Linked DNA regions of Mus musculus: all the other regions are linked to region 6. A link is a contact called in public HiChIP or PLAC-seq and promoter capture Hi-C data. All regions are on one chromosome and are shown on one strand. The core of a region is the stretch at or near the end of the contact, and the rest is flanking DNA. Distances in the headings are between cores, read along the strand shown.

Region 1 (2,947 bases), core at 55-2,554, 900 kb after region 6:
GGAATAACACTTACTGAGGCTGGAACAGGACAAGCTGAATCTGTTCCAGAAAGGAGACAGCAGAGGAAGAGTGTGATGAGGTACGTAGCAGCAGAAAAAGACACAGAAGCAAGGACAGCGGCCGAGTCAAAAATGAGTCAAAGATCAAGGAGAGTACTCTCTATTTGCCTAAGTGTGATGGGAAGCTGGTGGGTGATTTTGAGCAGGACCCAGACATGATCTAACATAGCTCCAGTTGCTCTGTGCGGTTGTTCTTCTGTTAGGATGAGAATTGTCTTCAGTCTATATATAGTAAATCAGGGACCCACTATGTAACCACTGAGCTAGGATAAGAAACGGCAGGCTTAGGTGTGAAAATTATCAAGTTCCCTTTTAGCATACTAGTTTTGAAAAAGCTGTAAGTTTTCCAAGTGGAGAACTGAGTGAAAGCTGCTGACTTAGTGCAAGAGACTCTTTGAACAGATCCACCACAGGGATGAAGGAAACACCCCCGAGGTCTGGGACAAGGGGAGGGGAAGCCCAGCAAAGAGGAATGAAATAGAGATCATTCGCAGATTAAATTACTAAGCGCCAAGCCTTTAATCCTAGCACTCGGGAGGCAGAGGCAAGGGGATTTCTGAGTTCGAGGCCAGCCTGATCTACAAAGTGAGTTCCAGGACAGCCAGGGCTACACAGAGAAACCCTATCTTGAAAAACAAAAACAAAAACAAAAACAAACAAAAAAAACTACTAAGCGCATGTAAGATCTCACTAAAGGCTACTTTTGGAAAGGGAAGAAGCCCAAGGACTGAAAAGCTGGATACTAGATCTGGCAATACAGAAGTCAAAGATATCCTTGCAAGCAGCTAGGGGCGGGGAGCATCTGAAGAGACAACAGAAAACAGAAAGTACAGCAGCAGCAAATGGGAGGGGAACATGGAGCACGACCCGCCTATCTTCAACTTGAAGGCTGTCGCCTGTGTGTAGGCTCTCAGACTAGAGCCAGGACGAAGCGGACAACCAACTCAGGGGCAAAACTCGTTCGCAGAAAGGCTAGGGGTAGGGAAATCCCGGAAGTTAGTTAGTCCGGCGGTAGAACGCCCTGGCCCGCGTAGGCTGCACTGAGGGACGAGACCGCGCCTGTGAGAGCTGAGGCTTTCAGATGATAGCCTTCAGCACGGCGACGAGCTGAGACGAGAGACGCGACCCAACTTACATCTTGTCCTTCTGGTGCTGTCGCTTCCCCATGGTGGCAACAAACCGAAGAGACCACAGCAGACACTGACTATGGCGCCTCCGCTTTCTCAACTACTTCCGGAGATCGACGCACTGGATCCCGGAAGTTGGAAGAAAGCATTCTGGGAATTGTGGTTTCCAGGTGTCCAGGTGCTGGGTGCAGGCACCGTGCTAGGCTGAAGCTTGCTAACTTTGAGTAGAATCCACTTTTCCTGTCTCCCACCATACTGCGTTGCCTCCCCCAAGCCCTCAAAAACTTTTCTATGCACTGTCTGGCTACTTGTTCAGTCCATGCTATGCTAGGCAGACTCACTCAGACTCACCTCCTTTGTATCTAAAGATCTTCAACCTTTTTCACCTTCTCTAAAGCCATGTCCATGTGTATACTCAACTCTTCTCTCGTTCGGTCCCCACGCCCTTCAGGCCCATCAGCTGGCAGATGACCAAGCCCTCTCTGCTCCTTCTGTGGCCAGATCTTTGGTCTGGGTCTCATGTGCCGGGAGAATGGGTCCCAAGTCTCCTTTTTTTTTTTTTTTTTTGGTATTTCGAAACAGGGTTTCTCTGTGTAGCCCTGGCTGTCCTGGAACTCACTCTGTAGACCAGGCTGGCCTCGAACTCAGAAATCCGCCTGCCTCTGCCTCCCGAGTGCTGGGACTAGAGGAGTGTGCCACCATGCCCGGCCCCAAGTTTCCTTTTTAAAATTGTGTGTGTGGTTAAATAGTGGCCATGCCACAAGTGTAGAGCTCAGAGGACAAGTGAGGAGTTGGTTCTCTTTGCCAGACTTGCACAGCTCTTATTTGTTAAGGCATCTCTCCACCCTAAGCTGGGTTTTTGTTTGTTTTTGTTTTTTGAGACAGGGTTTCTCTGTGTAGCCCTGGCTGTCCTGGTGCTCACTCTATAGATCAGGCTGGCCTGGAACTCAGAAATCCACTGCCTCTGCCTCCCAAGTGCTGGGATTAAAGGTGTGTGCCACCACCGCCTGGCTGATCAAAGAATTCTTAATTTCCTTGTTCCAAATCTCCACTTTGATGCTAAATGGTATGTTCCATACCCTAACCCTAACCTCCTGATAAGATCTTCAACCAAATAATTTTAAGATGTCTTGTCAAATTCCTACATAAACATAAAACATTAGAAACCCCCTAGCCTTGCAGTTTGGGGGATATTAAAAAAAAAAATTCTCCTTTGAGACTATGCTCTCAAATCCTACTTTAGGGAGATAACCCTGTCTAACTGAAAATGCAACCAAAAAATCTGGGTCACTGGTCTGATTCTCATTTGGCAGGATTAACAAGGACCACCATCCACCCAGTTAGCCAAAGGCAGTCATCCTGTCAGCTTCTTACTTCATAACTTCTGCCTTCCAAATAAATCTTACCTCAAAAGATCTTTTAGCCCAGTATGGTGGTGTACACTTGGGAGGCAGAAGCAAGCAGATCTCTATGAGTCTGAGGCCAGCCTGGTCTACAGTGAGTAGAGAAACCATGTCTCAAAAGCAAATCAAAACTAAACAAAACTACCAGTACTTGGGAGGCAGAGGCTGGTAAGTTCTGTAAGTTCAAGTCCTCCTAGTCTACATATTGAGTTACAGGTCAACCAAGAATATACAGTGAGACCAAAACAAAACAAAACAAAAAAACACTTTCTTGGCCACCCCACTCACCTCTCTCATAGTTTATCATAATTTATAATTATATAGTAATTTTGCTTATGTTCTGATTTTTATTATCTA
Region 2 (3,128 bases), core at 349-2,848, 920 kb after region 6:
CCTCCTGAGAGTATAAGGTATAGGAACAGTCACACAGAGGGCACAAGCTCCCCTGAGCTGCATGTCTGGCCGTCATATTTGCACCTAGTATCCTGGGGCCTCTGCTCCTTTTCCTGACCTTCAGCATTCACAGCTATGAAAATGGAAGCCAAGAGTCCTGCCCTAGCTAGGCTCAGCGGCACACGCCTTTAAGCGTAGCACTCAGAAGGTATAGGCAGGCAGATCTCTGGGGGGTTTAAGGCCAGCCTGGTCTACATAGTGTGTTCTAGGACAGCCAGGGCTACATAGAGAAATCTGGTCTCAAAATAGACTCTCACCCCATTCTTCAGGTGCATAGAGCCTCTTGTATCAGACTGTGTAGTGCCAACTGGCCTTACCCCCAAATTCCCCTCCAACATTTTCCCCCTGAAACTCTCCAAAGCACTGTCAGATTCTCCCTGCGTCCCTCCCAGACCAGCTGCAATGAACACTGTACTTTAGTAGGAACTCTTTCGCAGAGGGGAAGGAGTAGGAAGAAGCTCCCACTTCTCTTTAAGACCCAGCCCTGAGTTTCTCCTTCCTGCAGTTTCCTATTATCTGCGCTGTGGGTCCACCTCTGTGTCCAAATACGAACTAATCTCTCACTTCTAACTCGGTGGAGAAAGTTACTGGGGACAGGACCCAGAGCAGGAGCTCCATAAACTTCTGAATAGAAACTCCCAATTCACAGTAGCTGACACTGAGTCCCCTCTTGGGCCCCTCCCCTACATCCCTCCCTCTGTCTTTGGGTCCCTGCCCCACGCAGCCTCTGTGGGTTTCGGAACGGGGCTTGCCTGGTTGTTGGATAGCGGCGACGGGAAGTGGTGCGTGTGCAGGTTCTTGCCGGTGAGCACGTGCGTGAGCCGCACTGCTTGCCCACAGCGCACTGGGAGTCCGCGCGGGCACCCACCCTCGGAGCCGCCGCGAATCCGCCAGTAACTATTGGCATCGTCGGACTCCTCCACGCCGGTTACCGACTGTTGGCCGCTGCCTGAAGAGTAACAGCCCACCCCACCCCGTGGATTCTTGTTAATCACAGACCTCCGGACCCTCGTCTTGAACACTAAAAAGTTTCCCTCACAGCCCCTACCACTCTAGGATCCAAAGAGCTCACCCCAGCCCAGGCCAGACCCTAAGTACCGGTGGACATCGCCCTCCCCCTTCCCGCGCATCCTCGATCCCTCAGGCTTGTCAGTCACGACCCACAAGCGAGTCTAGACTCGCAACCACCCAGCTCCCTGACAACCCACAGACCCCGCTAGGACCACCTAGTCTCTAAGCCCTCCGCCCCCTGGCGGTCCCAGTCACCACCCCTGCGCACCAGATCCGTATTTGATGTCGTGTGAGTGCAGCCGCACTTTGTGGTGGGTGTTGAGCAGCTTCAGCACTGACCCGCAGGTCACTAGCCCGGCGCTGGCCTTGGACGCGCCCCCACTCCGCACTGAGAGCGCCAGCAGCAGCCCCAGCAGCGTTGGCCCCGCTACCCTGCCCCGGCTCGCGCCCCACATCCCGCCAGCCGGCCAGGTTCCAGCTGCTCTAGACCTCTGCGCTTCCGTCCTCAACAGCGGCCAATCCAGCTCTGACAGCGCCCTCCCACGGCAGCCAATCGTCTGCGCGCGCGCGTTCCTCCTGCACTGCTATTGGACCGTGTGCAGCGGCCCCACCCCCAGCTTCCAAGGAGGTAGCTGGAAAGGGGTTGGAGACACCAGGAGGATTTTAACTGGTCCACGCTTCCGAGGACCCGCCAATAAAGCAGTGGCTGCGGCGAGCGTCCCCGGAGAGGCCACGGAAAGCCGCACACCCGGGTTGGTTGCTTCTAGTCACTTGGCTCCCGGTTAGAGATCCTCGGGTGTAGTAGGTATAGGAACCCCTTTGACCCTGGACCCCCTAAACTTTAGTCTCGTGTCCCTCCACTCAGACCCCGGGATAAAGCTACAGGTTCTTATGTTAATTACGAGATTTTGTGGTCTCAAAGTGGGCAGATAACAAAGTTATTGAAATCTCCTGGCCCCAGGAGTTAATCAAACTGAATCACATCAGTTTCTGGACCCCATGGTTTTTTAATTCTCTTAGTCATGCAGCTACTTGAGTCATTTGGTGGCAGAATCCTAAGGTTGCTGGATGACAAAGCTGTGAGCCCTCTCTCTCTCTCTCTCTCACACACACACACACACACACACTCACACAGTGCTGGCGCGCGCGCTCACGTACACACATTCACTCTATCCATCCATCCATCTGTTGAGTATTCACAAAGGAACTGCCCCTCCAGGCTACATTACTAAGAAGCTGATGAAGCATGTACTTAGGGCACTAGCTAGATACGCAGTAAAGTTTATGTTTGCATTAAAGTTTATGTTTCCGTCTGCAGATGTAGCTCAGTTGAGTGAGTCCAGCAAGCGCAAAACCCTGGATTTGATCCTTAGCAAATCAACCCTCAAGTAGTGGAGGCAGGAAGTTCAAGAATAAGTCTGAGGTCATCCGCCTAGAGAGGATGACAGGCAGACAACATGTTTCTAAGTAAGCTGTGTCAGAATAGTTAGAATCAAAATAGAGTCATTTGTCAGGCCTTTAACCCTAACACACACATGAATATGAGGCTGAGAAGGAGGGGATCTCGTGCATGAATGTCTAACAAGAATAATTTACAAAAGGCTCAGCCAGAACTGCCTTTCACAAAGGACCACAGCCTCACACAAAATATCTCTGCTTACACTCCAGAGCCAAAATGGGGGAACCAAAAATTCTTTTAACTTTTATGGGGCCTCACCTCATGACATTTTATATTTGTTTCCGTCTCTCTCTCTCTCTCTCTCTCTCTCTCTCACAGAAACTTTTTAAAACAGTTTTTTTTTTTTTATGTATATGAGTTGTAGCTGTCTTCAGACACACTAGAAGAGGGCATTGGATCCCATTACAGATGGTTGTGAGCCACCATGTAGTTGCTGGGAACTGAACTCAGGAACTCTGGAAGACAGTGCTCTTAACCAGTGAGCCATCTCTCCAGCCCTTGAAGTGGAGACTTAAGGACTCTATGTGTCAGTTGCATTGGGTTGATGTTTTGTTGGAGCAAACATGTGAAGGAACGTTTTGCTGAAGTGGACATAGAT
Region 3 (2,700 bases), core at 117-2,616, 770 kb after region 6:
CATATTCTTGGCTATCCTGGAACTCACTCTGTAGACCAGGCTGGCTTCCAATTCATAAGCGATCTGCCTGCCACTGCCTCACAAGTGGTGGGAATCAAGGTGTGAGGCACCATGCCGCCTTGCTGCTTTTAGTTTTTAGTTTACTATTTCAGAAGCTTCCCCTCAAGTTAGAATGTTTCAAGTTCATAGAATGTTTCAGTCCTTCAGGAAACTGTTGCACAACACCTGGACCCGAGTCCCCAAATTTCTATGTCTTTTTCCAGTGTCCCTACCCACAGCTCTCTATACTTTCCCTTGGCTTTTTATTTCTTCACAACACTTAAGTGCAAATATTGTATTTTGTCTGTCTTTTCACTCTGGAAGCATGGCTGGCTCCAGTGCCGTAGATATTCAGCAAATCTTCTTGAACAAACCTCTAATTAGGGGATTCAATGTCTTGTGTTTTGGTTTCTGCTTACTTATGTCTCACACTGTTAGGTGTGTGTCACGGGCAAGAAGGTAGATATATGTAGTTAGTATAACAAAAGTTATATTTTATTATGCTGAAGGTCATCATGCAAGGTTTACAGTCTAAATTTCTTACAGTCCTAAGCCTGTCTCCCCAAGGTCACCTGTGTCACCTATCTTAGCTTCAGATCAGGTTTCTGATTTGAGGATCAGGACCCTGGCGGGGGGGGGGGGGGGGGGGGGGGAGTGGATTCTCTAGCCACAGAGCAGATCAAGGTGTATCTCTCCAGATGTGTAGAGCAAATCACTGCTTTTGGTCTCTGCTTATATTCTGTCCAGTGGGCATCATGGGGTTCTAGGACTGTATCTGGTTATCTTGCGTGAGTGATGTCACTGAGCTCTGGATCAGGAGCAGCCTTGGATGCTGTGGGATTCCTGCTTAATCTAGTTTTATATGTCTAAAAGGCATTTTTTAAAATTATGCTCATTACAGGGTGAAAGTTTTTTTCTGGGTCTGGGTTATGCTTTTTGGTTTCTGTCCCACTCTGATGGTCTAAGTTCATCAGAGTGCACAATGTGGGCCACGTATTCTTAGAGGTCTGTCTCAGGGGTCCCGTGGTTGGTGTGCAGTGAGTCCTCTGGTCTCAAGCCAAGTCCCTGGTCCCGTGTGAGTTCGTTCTGGACCAGGCACAGCACCAGGACAGTGGGTGGGACTCTGTGGGGTCCTTATGCCTAAATTCCAACCTAGCTCTCTAGAGCTACCCAGCGCTTGGGTCTCCGAGCGCACATGACGTCCCTCCCCCGCAGCCGCAGTGCTCCTGCCTCACCTCGCTGCTTCCGCCGACCCGCGAGACTCCGCCCTCTCTACCAAGAGAAGCCAATCAACACGCACGCCCTTGACTCCGCCCTAGCGCCCTTCGACGCGAACCCTTCCCTCCTCCCACTCGTAGCCCGCCCGTCAGGCAGGAAGGCTGGCAGTGGTTCTACCGGCGGTTAATTCTCTCCTCTGTGTTGTCCTCCTTCCTCGTTCCCGATCGCCGGCGGGGGCGGCTACACGGGCGGCAGCGCGGTTCCTGCGGGAAGCGCAGCATAAGTCGAGCGGCAGCCGCGAAGCGTCGAACCGAACGCGGCGGCGGCGGCGGCGGCGGCGGCTGTGCAGCCAACATGGCGGCGGCGGCGGCGGCGGGCCCGGAGATGGTCCGCGGGCAGGTGTTCGACGTAGGGCCGCGCTACACCAACCTCTCGTACATCGGAGAAGGCGCCTACGGCATGGTTTGGTGAGTATCCGCGCTGGATTTCAGGCCCGGCCTCACGCGGTCACCCTGTGCCCCCTGCCTGTGGCTGATCTGGACGCACCCACGGCCCTTCCCGCGCCTTGGCCTCGCGTTCTGCGGCGCCCCGGACCCCTGGCTTCTTGGCCTTCACTCCTGGAGCCCTGGGGCGGGGTCCTGGAGCCGGTCGAGGCTTAGGTGTTGCTCCTCGTCTTCCTCTGCTGCTTCTCGTTTGCGGTTGGAGGGGCAACCCCGATTGAGGCCAGGACTCGAAGACTCCGGGGCTTGGTCTTAAAGCGCGTACTTTCGAGGCTTCTCCCTCGGGACGGGAACGGAAGTACACTGTGTCTCCTAATTTATAGCATTATAGCCACCGCCTCTTGACATTAGATTAAAGCCAGGAATTGTATTAGATGCTTGTCCGTGGTGGCGGCGGCCATGGTTTTGCAAGACGGAATAATAGGCTTGTGTGCTGAGCACCAAAATATTTTTCTTCTCTTCTGTGTACGTGAACAGCATTCACAAAATATCTTAAGTAGCGCTAATGATGCTTTCTGCCTCGGGCTTAACCGTTAATGACACAGCGTTGGTTGTGGACATATTGAAATCTTGAAGTTTCAAAATGGATTTAAATATACCGATTGTGTTTCAGAAAGGATAAGCCAGCATCACTCTAGAATTATTAAGAAGTATTTGGAGTTAGTCCTAATTTGACTTTAAATTATCCCGTCGTTACCCTCAAGAGTACTCTCTTAACAGTGTGAATGTATCCATATGTTTTAGCCCGATTACTGTGATCGTTTCCCCATAACGTTTCAGTGTTCAAGAATAGTTTTTGCACGATCACTTGCAGGATTTCCTGCATGTGGAATGTTGAAGTGTATTGTTTTAACTAAAACAAGTTCATTTATCGAAGGTCTCTGAGATAGTTTAATTTAACTTAGCTATCTTGAGGAAAGAGAAGACAGCCTTTTTCAGATAA
Region 4 (3,121 bases), core at 371-2,870, 860 kb after region 6:
AGACTGAAACTGAAGGGGTACAGAGGTTTCCATGAGCTTTAAAAGGATGGCAGCTCTTTTTCCTAAAGCAGGGTCTCTCTCCTACATAGCTCTTGATGACCTGAAACTTGGTATGTAGACCAGGCTGGCTTTGAACTCACAGAGACCCACCTGTCTCTGTCTCCCACCCCCAAGCACTACAATTAAAAGCATGCACCACTGCTCCCAGCAGACAGAAAAAATGTTGAAGATCAAATGATACATGTTCTCTCTCAAAGCAGATTCTAGCTGCTTGAAATGTTTGGATTTGTGTGTTTTTCCTGGAGTGCTTCCAGAAGTCAGGACGCTGGAAAAGGGCACTGGAGTATCCATGATATGAACAGGTAGGTGTTAGAAGTGGGATGGGTAGGAAAGGAAGGCTGGAGGAGGCCTAACCAATGCTAAGGAAATAGGAAAATGCCGTATATAAACCTACTATTTTCTAAGCTATTAAAAAAAACACATTTTTTAAAAGATTTATTTATTTCATGTATGTGAATACACTGTCGCTGTCTTCAGACACACCAGAAGAGGGCATCAGATCCCGTTACAGATGGTTGTGAGCAATCCATGTGGTTGCTGGGAGTTGAAATCAGGACCTCTGGAAGAGCAGTCAGTGCTATTAACTGCTGAGCCATCTCTCCCGCTTAAATTCTTTAAAAATAGAAGAGTCAGCCAGATGGTTCAGTGAGTGAGGGTGCCGCTATCAAGCCTGCTGACCTGAGTTCAAATCCAGGATCAATATGGTAGGTGAGAAGCAGAGCTAACCTCTGGTGCACAGGCATGTGCTTATTCACACAATAAGCTTAAAATATAAAGTTCAAGATCATGTTTGAGCTACATAGTTGAGGCCAGCTTGAATTACAGAATTACAGAGATCATATTCTAAAAGCCAAAAAAACATGAGACTCCCTAGCTAGGACGAATACAAAAATAGAGTAATCAGTCACTTGGGAGACTCACTAAGTAAATGGCAACTCAAAGGGCCCACAATCTAATCAATTAGGGGTATCCTCAATACAATAAATCCTAACAAGCACACTCTAGAGGGCGCAAATACGTCCTGCAATGTGTACATTCACCCTCAGCAGTGTGCTTTGAAAAATCGATCTAAAGAGACTAAGAAAAAAATAACAGAAGAAGCGCAGATGTGGGCATGGAGACTGGGTGATACTGCCTGTGTTTTGTGGGTAGGAAATCTAATCTGGGGTTCCATAATTCAAGTCCACGCAGACCTGGAGGCTCTTGGATGGCGACTTGGAGAGTGGAGAAAGGGTGGTCAGTATGGAGAGAGGGAAGAAGCTTGCGCTCTAGGGACCCAGCTGCAGAGGTCCTCCTGCCTGCAGCCTGAGGCGCAAACCTGTGGAAAATCTCGGTCCTTTGGCCTTCCAGGACCCTACCTCCCCACCGGCCCCGCGACCTGCCGGTTCGCCTGGGTTCCTCGTCAGGCCAGCCCACCGGACTCCTGGCGAGCTCCACCCGGACACGTTCCAGCCCAGTCCCCCGAGCGCAGCGGGGCGCGGGTGGACGCGTGGGGCAGGGCGAGGGGCGGGGAGCGTGGAGGGGCGGAGCGGCGGGAACGCGAGGGCGGGGCTCGGACACTGATTGGGCATCGCCACGTTCCGAGGCCGTTTATGGCGGCTGGGCTGGGCTACGGGTCCAAAACAAAGGGCAGGCGGCCCGCGAGGCGGCGGCAGGAGGATGCCTCGCGCCCGGAGTGGGCGCCAACGGCCGGAGCGCGTCCCGGGTCACACCGGGACCGCCTGAAAACCGAGCTCGCGCCGACCGAGCCTGGGCCGGATGGGCGCAGCGGACCGCGGAGCGGCCGTGAGTACGGGCGGGCCTCAGGGGTTCTCTGCGGAGACCTGAGGATCTCCGGCTCCGGGAGGCGGGGAAGCACCTGTTGGGCGCGGGCGGGCCGGGCGGGAGTGCGGAGGATGCGTTGACTTTTTGTTCTGATGTTCCGAACTGTTGGTATTTGGGTCATTAGAAGACAACGCAAAATCCCGGTCTTTCTTTCTTTCTTTTTTCTTCGCCCCCCCCCCCCCATTGTTTTTTCCCCTACCTTAAAAAATGGGGAAAGAAATAAATACAGAAGATACCTCCAATAAAAGAATATTATGGGGTGGCATTTTCAAGTTGCCTGTACAATAATAACTAAAGGGAATTGTCCTCATTGTTTACCACTTGTGGCTCTAGGCTTTATCAATGTAAATTGCTAACAGTAGCAACTAAATAAGATATTCTCTACTCAATAACTGCACAAATGGTCATCTTCGATCGTGTACTGAGCTCCAGGATAGAAAGCCGGCAGAATTCTGTTTTGGATAGATAATAGACGTTGAAAACATCATTTTTCAGCCCAAGGTCTTTCTAATTCAGTTGCCTTATAAGTATCCACAATGTATTCACCTTAACTAATGTATCTTGTCAAAGAATTGACCATACTCCTCCTCGCTCCGCTGAAGTTCCAAGACCAGGCTCACCTCCTCTGGGGAACTTCTCCAGGCCCCTCTGAGTAAGCCACCCTCACCCATCACCCAGGGCCCTTTACCTCTGCTGTGTTCTGGTAGATGTGTTAACAAATGTTTGCTGAGTACCCGTCTCCCTCTCCCCTAGGGGCTGGTCCAGTGGGTGTCTGTGTGCATGTGTATGGTGGGGTACAAATAAATAAACACACACACACATGTATATTCACCGTGTGTGTGCCTGGTATCTAGAGAAGCCAGAAGAGGGCATCGGATCCCCTAGAGCCGAAGTTATGGATCCTCCACAAGAGCAGCAGGTGCTAAAGGATGTCAGCCCATCTCTCCAGCCATACTGTGGGCTCTTAAAAAAGTCAGGGGTGCTGTATTTGAAGAGTTTTGCTACCAGGATCCCTAGGTCTATGTGTTCCTAGCCAAGGGACTATGTGGTTAGCATGTCTTCTTAGGGATTAGACCAAAATCTTGACTTACCACAGATATATAGCAGCCCAGGGGCTGGCCCATATGAAACACTAAAAATACATACATACATACAGACAGACAGACAGACAGTTGAATCAATGCCAGTAATCAATCTGAATAGAAGTCTTTTCTTTTCCTGTTTTTTTTTTTGTTTG
Region 5 (3,024 bases), core at 216-2,715, 700 kb after region 6:
CAGTCGTACTGAAGCAGGCATCCATCCTACTCCAGCCATAATCTCATCTTTCTTAGTGCTATCCACAGTAAACCAACTTACAAGAGCTCCCATCTGAGACAGTAACCTCAGCATATAAAATGGGGGATACAGTTCAGCACTTAACATGCCCTGCTCCCAGGGGTTACCAGCTTGAGCATCAGGGATCCAAGCTTCAAGGATACCTTTCCAACACATCCCAGCAAATGCCGTGCCCCTGGTGTTGTGTAAATATCCATTCCGGGTCCCTGAAGACAGAGATCACCTGCTTGTGATGACACCAAGAGGAAGGTATGAGCCATCATCTCCATCTTCAAGGTGGAGGATGCCAGGAGCTGCTCCAGCCCCGCCTCTCACATCTTCTTCCTAGGAACGCTCCCCCATCGTTTGCTGTGGCTGTGACCCACGAGGCAATTTCCCAGCTGCTGCAGACAGACCTTTCTGAATTTAAGAGGTTGCCTGAACAAGAGGAGGAGGAGGAAGAGGAGGAAGAAGAGAAAGCCCTCGTGACCTGTAAGTTCCACTCATATGGCTCTGGGATTGTTTAACAAGTGACAAACTCAGATTGACACTAAAGGTCAGTGCCAGCGTGCCATCAGGACAGCAGTGTTGGAGTTCAGCAAGAGCACGATGTGGCATAGAAAACCTGCAATGGACTGAGCAGCACGTGGGTCAAAGGCGGCCAGTGAGACGGTGGCCCACCTTTGTGCTGTCTTGATGGTGCTTCAGAGCACATAGAAATGAGTGGTGCCTGTCCTGCCTTACACACGAGAAGTGCAAGGTGTTGGTTCACAGCCACACAGCCAACCTCACCTGTACTCACTGTCCCCCTTGGCTAACACGAGGCCCTTAGCAGAGTGGCACATCCACCTCGGGGAGGGGGCAACTGTTGTCTAGGTCCCCTGCCTTGACTTACCTTAGTTGGGATCATTAGATGTCAGTGATCCCAATCATGAGGTGACGAAGATGGACATTTCGTGTCCACTGGCTACAGCCATCAGTGAGTTGAGCCCTACAGTGGTACACCAAACCAAAGGAACCCAGGAACAGAACGGGGAGCAAACGCCAAGAGGCCCCAAGACCACTTGACAGAGCGTTTGTTTATAAAATCCAGGCTCTTTTTCTGCATGACTCTCTTTCCTCCTATTTTGCTGCAGTACCAGAAGTATTAGGAGGGAAGTGGTGGCTGCAGGTATGCACACAGGATGTGGGCCGAGTTTCCAGGCAGTAGAGGGAGCCTCTCTTTGCCCAGCTTTAGGCCATGTGTAGAAGGACAAAGAACACTGTAGGAGAAAAAAGAAACCTACTTCAGCCTTAGCACTTGCGCCTACCAGCCACTCTCCTCACCCCCCATTTCTGGCCCCTTCCGCAGCTCCCTGCCAGCCTTCAAGCCAGCATGGCCTTGCCCCCTGCCTAGGAGACAACTATCCATAAAGACAGGCGGCCATTGTTCTCTATAAAGCCAGCAGACAATCCAGTCTGGCAGCAGCTGCCGCCAAGGCCCATCCTTACCCCTCCAGCTAGGAGACAGTATCACCTGCTGGTGGGAAGGAGAATTGCAGCCGGCAAACCAGGCCTTAAACCCAGGCGTCTGGAGAAGGGATGTGCCTTCCCCGCCTTCCCTGCCTGTCCCAGAGCTGCCATGCAAGCCTAGGCTTGTAGCCTTGCGCACTGTTGCAAGTCTGTTGTTGGCACGCTGTTCTTGCCAGCTGTCTCAGCACATTCTTTGAGGCTTATTGCCCCAGGCAGAAATGTGACTAAGGCACCTCCATGCCCACCTACCAGCACTTCCCTGTGATTGTTGTGAAGATAGACCTCCCGGGCAGTTCCTAAGGCTCAAGACTATAGCCCTTGGCCAGAAAATCAGGGTAGGACTCCAAGAGCCTGAGGCTGAGCATTACCGTAGGGCTTGCCATCTTCATTTTTAATTGCCCATTCTTCCTCTTGAGCAAAATTCAAGTCTAAACCTATTGCTGGAAATAGCAGTGTAACCAAAGGCTAAAAAGAGACAGCCCAGGCCTAGAGGCCCAGCCTTGCTCAACGTTCCCTCCATACCAGCAGTCTCCAGGAGCAAGGAGACCACAACAGCTCTCCAGGTAGTCATGGAGTCTACCTGTGTACAGAGGAGGAAATGAAAGACATGAGAAGTAATGTGGTTAGGGATGGGCTTAGACACAGGAAACTTGAGTTCTTCAGGGTCCCATTTAGAGCTGTGGTCCCTAGGCTGGGCCTAACAAAGTCAGTTCTCCAGCTCCTCAGCCTCCACTCCCACAGCTGCTGCTAATAGTCCCCAGCATGATGGCTGCAGCAGACTAGATGGCCTGCCCCCAAGCAGGCTTGTTAGACTTACCCTTCTCCCTGCTCATTGCTTTCCTCCCATGCCTCCCTCCAGCCTCTTCCACTCCTCCCGTTTCTTCCATGGCCATACTTCTGACTAAGCACACTTCTCCCAGTTCTCCTTGTTCCTCTGCTGTGGCCTTTGATACTTGAACCCTCTGGTTGGGGGTTGGGAAATTGGGGTGGGACTTTTGTTATTGATGTTCTAGTTTTTTCTACCTTTTACATGTACATGTACATTATTTTGAAATAATAAGTATGCATGCAGTGAATTATGAGAAATAACAGAGATATCCCGACTATATATACACGACCCCGTTTTCCTCCTAGGAACATCATAGAAAACTATAACAGTATGTCACACACAAGATCTGAATATGGTCAGACACAAGCCAGCTTCCTTATTGCAAGGATTCTACATGTAACCTTCCACAGGCCACTAACTCTCCTTCCCTGCTGTAGCCAGTCCTTAACTCCCAACGGTGACTAGTTTTCATCATTTCAAAAAGGCCTATCACTGGAATCGCACGGCCGACAGTTGGGGTTAGTGTCTTCCACTTGGTGTGATTCTCTGAAGATGGACCTGGCCACTTCACTCAGTTCTCCTGGACCCTTACCCAAGGCTCAGCTAGCTGCTGAGCCATTTATAGATTGGAAGCTGGACAGATC
Region 6 (2,954 bases), core at 98-2,597:
AATGGGACCTTACCAATCATAGTTCTCCAGGTACAGAAGCCAGAGTGAGTCCTGGCCCTGCAGAAGCAGGCGCTGCAGTTATCTTTTAAAGCAACAGACCTGGGACTTTCAGAAGGAGCTAGGAGATAGATGAAGGGAAACAGGTTGCTTACAAGGGGCTGGTGACAGGATTTGTTGCTGTAATTTAACCGTCATAACATTCTTGTTTTCGGTAAGCTCTCAGCATCACATCTGTACATTATTTACACCTGACTTGGCAAGCCAAGCTTTTGGGCACAATTTACCTAAAGACTGGCCCAGTTGCTTTTGCTGACCTCATAGCTCCCACCTCCAGAGCTTTCCTTATGACCTTTGACTATGTGGCCTGTGGAGAAAGAGTGACTCGTCCCTGATTTCCTCGATGCTCGAAGGCAAAACAGGAAGCCACATTAACTGTTTAGTTAGGAACCGGGGAAGAAGAGAAGTTGTGTTCCCTAGCTGTTCCAACAAAGGTACAAACCCTAGCAACCAAAGGAAAAGACCCCACTTGATAACAAACATAGATGTTTTTCTTTTCTTCTCCCAAGTCTAAATACCAGTATGTGGAGAGTAGCATCGGTTGTCAACTTTAAGTTCAAGGACCCTTCTGTTGAGCTTAGCTCTTGTTCTTAGCCCAATTGCATGTGAAGCATAGTTAATAGCATGATAAACTCAAGTTCGGGAGATTTAAGTGAGAAACCTCGTTCATGAGTTCCCCTGCAAAGAGCTTGTCATAAAGAGGGCTTAGTCAACGTTAGAAGAGCTATTAAAACTGAGTATTAAAAGTCATCTTTTCTCTGGGCCTCTTATTGGAGTTTCTCTGTGTGGGCATGTTCCTTAAGAAGGAAGTGGGTGGACAAGAGCGCACTGGGTACAATTTGTGTATTTGCAAGAGCAAGCAGAGGCTTTCACTGAGGGAGAACATATGTTTCTGGGGCTCCATCTGTACAAAAAGCTCGGCGTCCTGAAGTACTACGGATAAAAAAAAAAACCTTTAAAATACGTCTATTTCATACATGTTTCATTATCTGTGAACGTTTGGAACAGTGTAACTGACCCTAACTAACTAGATGTGCTACTCACAGCAGAAGTTCCCAGCTGCACCTGTCCTAAGGGCAGCTCCTCCCACAATCCTTCGCGAGCCGAGAATACGTGGGGGCCTCAGAGGACGTGCTCGCCCCGGGCGGAGTGCGCCTGCTTTGCAGGAGCCACGCCCCTGTCCCCTAAGGGCCTGGGTCCTACGGGGCGGGGCGGGGCGGGGCGGGGCGGGGCGGGGCGGGGTTTGCTGCCGGTCCCCACGCCTCTGCGGCTTTGCGGGCAGGTCCTGGCAGTCCCTCCTGGTCACTCCGCCGACGCGATGGCCGTCCCCGGCTCACTGGCCGAGTGTGGCTACATCCGGACTGTGCTGGGCCAGCAGATCCTGGGTCACCTGGACAGCTCCAGCCTGGCCTTGCCCTCCGAGGCCAGACTGAGGCTGGCCGGCAGCAGCGGCCGCGGCGACCCGGCGGCCCGGAGCCAGCGGATCCAGGAGCAGGTGCAGCAGACCCTGGCCCGCCGGGGCCGGAGCTCTGCGGTCAGCGGTGAGTCGAACCCCACCCGCCGTGCTAGTCGTAGGTCTCCCCGGTGCGAACCGGTGTCCGCCCGCCCACCTGTTGCTCACCTTACCTTTTCCGGCTCGTGGTTGGTCGCTTTGGACACGCTTCCTCCCTAACCTTTGGTTCTGGTCTACCTTATTCGTTTGTTAATTACACAATTGTCTGTATTAAAGAATTCGATCGGTTTCACCCTTCGCCGCTCGCTCCGGGTTCTCTCCCTGAGATTCTAAAAAACACTTTGAAATTTTATGCAGACTTTGGTATGCAAGATTGATCTTCTGGAATAAGGCGCTTTGGGCTTTTATTGAGATGTTTTAGAGTTTACGACTCTCTATAAATATTTTTAGAAAGAAACCTTCAAAGCCCTGCGGTTCCTCCATCCTCTAAATTGAGGTTACCTCGTCCAAGTGCTCCACTCCGTATCTGCGACTAAACAAATTGAGCAAGTCGGCTTTGGGTCTGGGAGCAACCTGAACACCCTGCGGAGGATAAGGAGGAAGGAGACTTTGGCCAGGCTGAAGGTAGCCCCGCCTGCCCACCTCACACCCACACACCAGAACCAACAGATGCGTGGGTGCAGAACCGCCCTCATTAAAAAAAAAAAAATCAACCCCCCACCACACAGACTAGTTGACAGAAGTGTGGTTGATCAGAAAGATCAGAAGCTCTGGTAAATGTGATTACCATTAAGAATAATAATGCTTCCGTGCCAGCATGTGGATTTCAAATAGCAGAGTCTGGGAGGCTGTCCGCTTTTCAGTTTGTCTAAAGGTTAGGGCAGTTGATGTTTGCATACTTGAAAAGTAAAGAGGTGTTTAATGATTGCAAGCTCATGTAAGTGAGTGCCTGTAACGTCCCTAATTAGGCTATGTGGTTCGCACTTTATATTATCTTCTTAAAATGAACTGTGTATTTTTTTCCTTTCTCTTTCCATATGTGTAGATATAGATACGATTTTTAAGATGCAGCCTCAAACTTCCCGTCTCCGTCTCCCATGTGCTGAGATTACAGACATGGGCTGGGTTTACTGTGGATCCAAGCTTAGAGACAAGGAAACTGAGCAAATAAAACAGTCAAGATTCCAGACAGAAAGTGGCATAGGTGGTATATAAAAGCCAAAATGTGGAGTTTTAAGTCGATCATGAGTTAACATATTAAGTGTTTGATTACTAACACAAAATGAAATTACTTGGGAACTAAACTTCCCTGTAACGACTCCTTTTCCTCTAAGTAAAACTAAGGAAGTTCTAAGAGGATGGAAAGGTTTACACAGGAAAGAACTGCTTTAGTTCCTGGTGAGAAGAAAAAGCAAACCTTAGGGTTAGGAATGTGGCAAAGGAC
Region 7 (2,838 bases), core at 65-2,564, 990 kb after region 6:
TACCTCTAATCCCACTTGGGAGGCAGAGGCAAGTTGATCTTTGTGAGTTTGAGCCCAGCCTGGTCTACATAGCAACTTCCAAGTCAGCCAGGACATAGAAAGACCAGACCCTGTCTCCAAAACAAAGACAAACACAAAACAAAAAATTCCACCATCGCCACTACTACCACCACCACCAGAAACTTCAAACAGACATTCATGCATGGTGCTGCATACCTTTATTCCAGGCAAGGTCTCTGTGACTTCTAGGATAGCCCAGTAGACATCAGTTCTAAGCCATCCAGAGCTACAGAGTGAGACTATATATATATATATATTTTTTTTTTAATGTTTTGGGGAGCTGGAAAGATGGCTCAAGGGTTATGGGTGCTTGCTGATCTTGCAGAAAACATGGCTTTGGTTCCTCCTCCTGAATGGTGGGATTAAAAGGATATACCACCACTGCTCATCTTAACATCTTACTTTTTTTTTTAAAGATTTATTTATTTATTACATGTAAGTACACTGTAGCTGTCTTCAGACACTCCAGAAGAGGGCATCAGATCTTGTTACAGATGGTTGTAAGCCACCATATGGTTGCTGGGATTTGAACTCAGGACCTTCGGAAGAGCATTTGGTACTCTTAACCACTGAGCCATCTCTCCAGCCCCAACATCTTACATTTTTAAAGGGGCTGAAGACTGAAGATATAATGAATAGTAAAGTGCTTGCCTATTACTTACTAAATGAGACCTTGGGCTCAGTCTCTACTACTACTAGTACTACTACTACTTCACAGAGAGAGAGACAGAGACAGACAGAAACAGAGACAGGATATGAATCTCAGTGGTATAAAATTTGCCCAGCATGTTTGAGGTGGGTGCAATCAATCCTCAGTCACTGCCACCTGCTGATTCAAAAAGGCTCAGATGCAAGACATGTTGGTCAACTCCTGCAATCCAAGCACTGGGGAAGCAGAGACAGCCTGCTCTATAGAGTGAATTCCAGAACAGCCAGCTCTACACACACACACACACACACACACACACACACACACACACACGTCTCAAACAAACAAACAAACAAACAACACAAAGTTTCAGTTGATATAAGAAAAGGCACCGGGCAGTGATGGCCTTTAATCCCAGCATTTGGGAGGCAGAGTCAGGCGGATATCTGAGTTTGAGGCCAGCCTGGTCTACAGAGTGAGTTCCAGGACAGCTAGGGCTACACAGAGGAACGCTGTCTCAAAAAAAACAAAAACAAAAACAAAAACAAAAAAAAAACACAAAAAAACAAAAAACAAAAAAACAAAACCAAAAAGAAAAAAGAAAAGAAAAAGAACAAAGAAAAGGCTTAGCATGTTGGGTCCTGCGTAGGAACAGAGGAGTTATAGCCACTTAGGGCTCAGAGCTCAACCACAAATTTAAGCAGATCTTGTAAGAAGTTTACCTAATTTCAAAACTCGACCAGAAACCCTAGTAGAGCCAGGTGAGATCTGACCAGAATCCATTTTTACTCAGGCCCAGGATCAGCGATCATCTAGGAACCCTACTGGGGATCTAATTCTGGAAAGGATTGCACACTGCCAGGGCGAAAGTGGAACAGGTCACAAAAGCCCTAAAGCAGATATGTGTGGGCTCCGAAATATGCCCGGGGTATCCGGGGAAGTTCAGAGGCTAGTTTGAAAGGGGTCTCAGGAGTTTAGGAAGAAGCGAAAGGCACTCAATCTGTGGGGAGGCGACAGGTTATAAGGGAGATCGCCCCCAAGGCGGAAGAGGCGCGCGGAGGGCACCTAGGGGCGCCGGAAGGGGCGCGTGGGGCGGTTGGCAGCGGCCGGGGGCGGAGGCCGTTGGCTAACTGGCCTACCAATACCAAACTATCTCTCTGGCTTCTTGCCGGGCTGCGGCCACAATGACAAAGGACTCACCCACCCCCTTGGGTGGTGGCCGCGCGTCGCCCAAGAAGCCAAGCAGCCCCGGCCCAGCGGCCGCAGTGCTGGAGGAGCAGAGACGAGAGCTAGAAAAACTACGGGCAGAGCTGGAGGGCGAGCGCGCGCGCGGCCGGTCGGAACGGAGGCGTTTCGCTACCCAGACGCGCCAGCTGCGGGAGTCGGCTGAGCAGGAGCGGCAGCAGCTGGCTGACCATCTGCGCTCCAAGTGGGAGGCACGACGCCTCCGGGAGCTGCGGCAGCTGCAGGAGGAGGTGCAGCGCGAGCGTGAGGCCGAGATCCGGCAGCTGCTGCGCTGGAAGGAGGCAGAGATGCGGCAGCTGCAGCAGTTGCTACACCAGGAGCGCGATGTTGTATTGCGCCAGGCAAGGGAGCTTCAGCGTCAGCTGGCCCAGGAGCTAGTGAACCGTGGTTACTGCAGCCGCTCAGGGGCATCCGAAGCCTCCGCGGCACAATGCCGCTGTCGCCTGCAGGAAGTGCTGGCGCTGCTGCGCTGGGAGACCGACGGCGAACAAGCCGCGCGCATCCGCCACCTGCAGGCGGCGCTAGACGTGGAGCGCCAGCTATTCCTTAAATACATCCTAGAGCACTTCCGCTGGCAGCCGGCTTTACCGGGACCCGCGGACCCCCAAGCCACGCATTCCTTGGAAGAGCCGCCCCTAGAAGCCCAGAGTAACACTGGTGGCACCCCAAAGCCTGCTCGTCGACTCGGATCCCTCGAAAGCCTGAACACTGGCGTCCGGGTTCATTCTCCAAACGACCTGCTGCCCACGCGCGCCGGCTCCCTCGAATCTTTGGCAACAGCACATTCCTGCTCACTGGACAACACACTGAATTGCTCCCAGGCTTCTGAATCCGAGGTAAGGGCCCCTGCGACCAGCGCGTCTATTCCAGACACCTCCAGTCCC

Evidence for each region. Promoter capture Hi-C pulls out the DNA fragments that hold promoters and counts their contacts. HiChIP or PLAC-seq counts read pairs in DNA pulled down with a chosen protein or histone mark.
Region 1: an H3K27ac HiChIP or PLAC-seq map of extraembryonic endoderm stem cells shows a contact between it and region 6, with 3 times the contacts expected there. The contact joins the promoter of Ppil2 here to the promoter of Pkp2 in region 6. A contact is called at or near these places in 2 of 39 promoter capture datasets (the 3T3-L1 cell line and pre-B cells) and 2 of 115 datasets of contacts at active chromatin or transcription factors (cardiomyocytes and extraembryonic endoderm stem cells).
Region 2: a contact with region 6 is called in a FOXA1 HiChIP or PLAC-seq map of pancreatic cancer cells. The contact joins the promoter of Sdf2l1 here to the promoter of Pkp2 in region 6. A contact is called at or near these places in 2 of 39 promoter capture datasets (the 3T3-L1 cell line and pre-B cells) and 3 of 115 datasets of contacts at active chromatin or transcription factors (cardiomyocytes, extraembryonic endoderm stem cells and pancreatic cancer cells).
Region 3: an H3K4me3 HiChIP or PLAC-seq map of pro-B cells shows a contact between it and region 6, with 4 times the contacts expected there. The contact joins the promoter of Mapk1 here to the promoter of Pkp2 in region 6. A contact is called at or near these places in 6 of 39 promoter capture datasets (the 3T3-L1 cell line, 3T3-L1-derived adipocytes, embryonic stem cells and 2 more), 1 of 484 Hi-C or Micro-C datasets (embryonic stem cells) and 3 of 115 datasets of contacts at active chromatin or transcription factors (extraembryonic endoderm stem cells, pancreatic cancer cells and pro-B cells).
Region 4: a contact with region 6 is called in a promoter capture Hi-C map of embryonic stem cells, with 3 times the contacts expected there. The contact joins the promoter of Ypel1 here to the promoter of Pkp2 in region 6. A contact is called at or near these places in 4 of 39 promoter capture datasets (the 3T3-L1 cell line, embryonic stem cells and pre-B cells), 1 of 484 Hi-C or Micro-C datasets (embryonic stem cells) and 1 of 115 datasets of contacts at active chromatin or transcription factors (pancreatic cancer cells).
Region 5: a contact with region 6 is called in a promoter capture Hi-C map of embryonic stem cells. The contact joins the enhancer-like site here to the promoter of Pkp2 in region 6. A contact is called at or near these places in 8 of 39 promoter capture datasets (the 3T3-L1 cell line, the C10 cell line, embryonic stem cells and 2 more), 2 of 15 datasets of contacts at CTCF or cohesin (embryonic stem cells and large pre-B cells), 6 of 484 Hi-C or Micro-C datasets (the C10 cell line, the HPC-7 cell line, embryonic stem cells and 2 more) and 3 of 115 datasets of contacts at active chromatin or transcription factors (embryonic stem cells and extraembryonic endoderm stem cells).
Region 7: a promoter capture Hi-C map of stem cell-derived epiblast-like cells shows a contact between it and region 6, with 5 times the contacts expected there. The contact joins the promoter of Rimbp3 here to the promoter of Pkp2 in region 6. A contact is called at or near these places in 2 of 39 promoter capture datasets (pre-B cells and stem cell-derived epiblast-like cells) and 1 of 115 datasets of contacts at active chromatin or transcription factors (extraembryonic endoderm stem cells).

Annotation. Positions count from the first base shown.
Region 1 is chr16:17,109,948-17,112,894 of GRCm38.p6, forward strand. It overlaps Ppil2 (peptidylprolyl isomerase (cyclophilin)-like 2), which reads right to left and starts at 1,305. Exons shown (of 21, transcript NM_001252444.1): 1 at 1,196-1,305. The coding sequence starts at 1,227.
Region 2 is chr16:17,130,785-17,133,912 of GRCm38.p6, forward strand. It overlaps Sdf2l1 (stromal cell-derived factor 2-like 1), which reads right to left and starts at 1,599. Exons shown (of 3, transcript NM_022324.3): 1 at 1,340-1,599; 2 at 813-1,009; 3 at 1-4. The coding sequence starts at 1,526.
Region 3 is chr16:16,982,016-16,984,715 of GRCm38.p6, forward strand. It overlaps Mapk1 (mitogen-activated protein kinase 1), which reads left to right and starts at 1,367. Exons shown (of 9, transcript NM_011949.3): 1 at 1,367-1,724. The coding sequence starts at 1,612.
Region 4 is chr16:17,068,519-17,071,639 of GRCm38.p6, forward strand. It overlaps Ypel1 (yippee like 1), which reads left to right and starts at 1,621. Exons shown (of 5, transcript NM_023249.6): 1 at 1,621-1,845.
Region 5 is chr16:16,910,551-16,913,574 of GRCm38.p6, forward strand. It overlaps Ppm1f (protein phosphatase 1F (PP2C domain containing)), which reads left to right. Exons shown (of 8, transcript NM_176833.4): 3 at 389-531. Among named protein-coding and RNA genes, the nearest start is that of Ppm1f, 16 kb to the left of the region's middle. Within about 2 kb of position 1,466, at least 162 of the 459 cell types and tissues checked have an H3K27ac peak or open chromatin away from gene starts, as enhancers often do. A contact at or near this core is called in the HPC-7 cell line, embryonic stem cells and stem cell-derived epiblast-like cells, where this site is marked.
Region 6 is chr16:16,211,998-16,214,951 of GRCm38.p6, forward strand. It overlaps Pkp2 (plakophilin 2), which reads left to right and starts at 1,348. Exons shown (of 13, transcript NM_026163.2): 1 at 1,348-1,598. The coding sequence starts at 1,376.
Region 7 is chr16:17,206,821-17,209,658 of GRCm38.p6, forward strand. Rimbp3 (RIMS binding protein 3) reads left to right here and starts at 1,315. Exons shown (of 1, transcript NM_001033338.3): 1 at 1,315-2,838. The coding sequence starts at 1,894.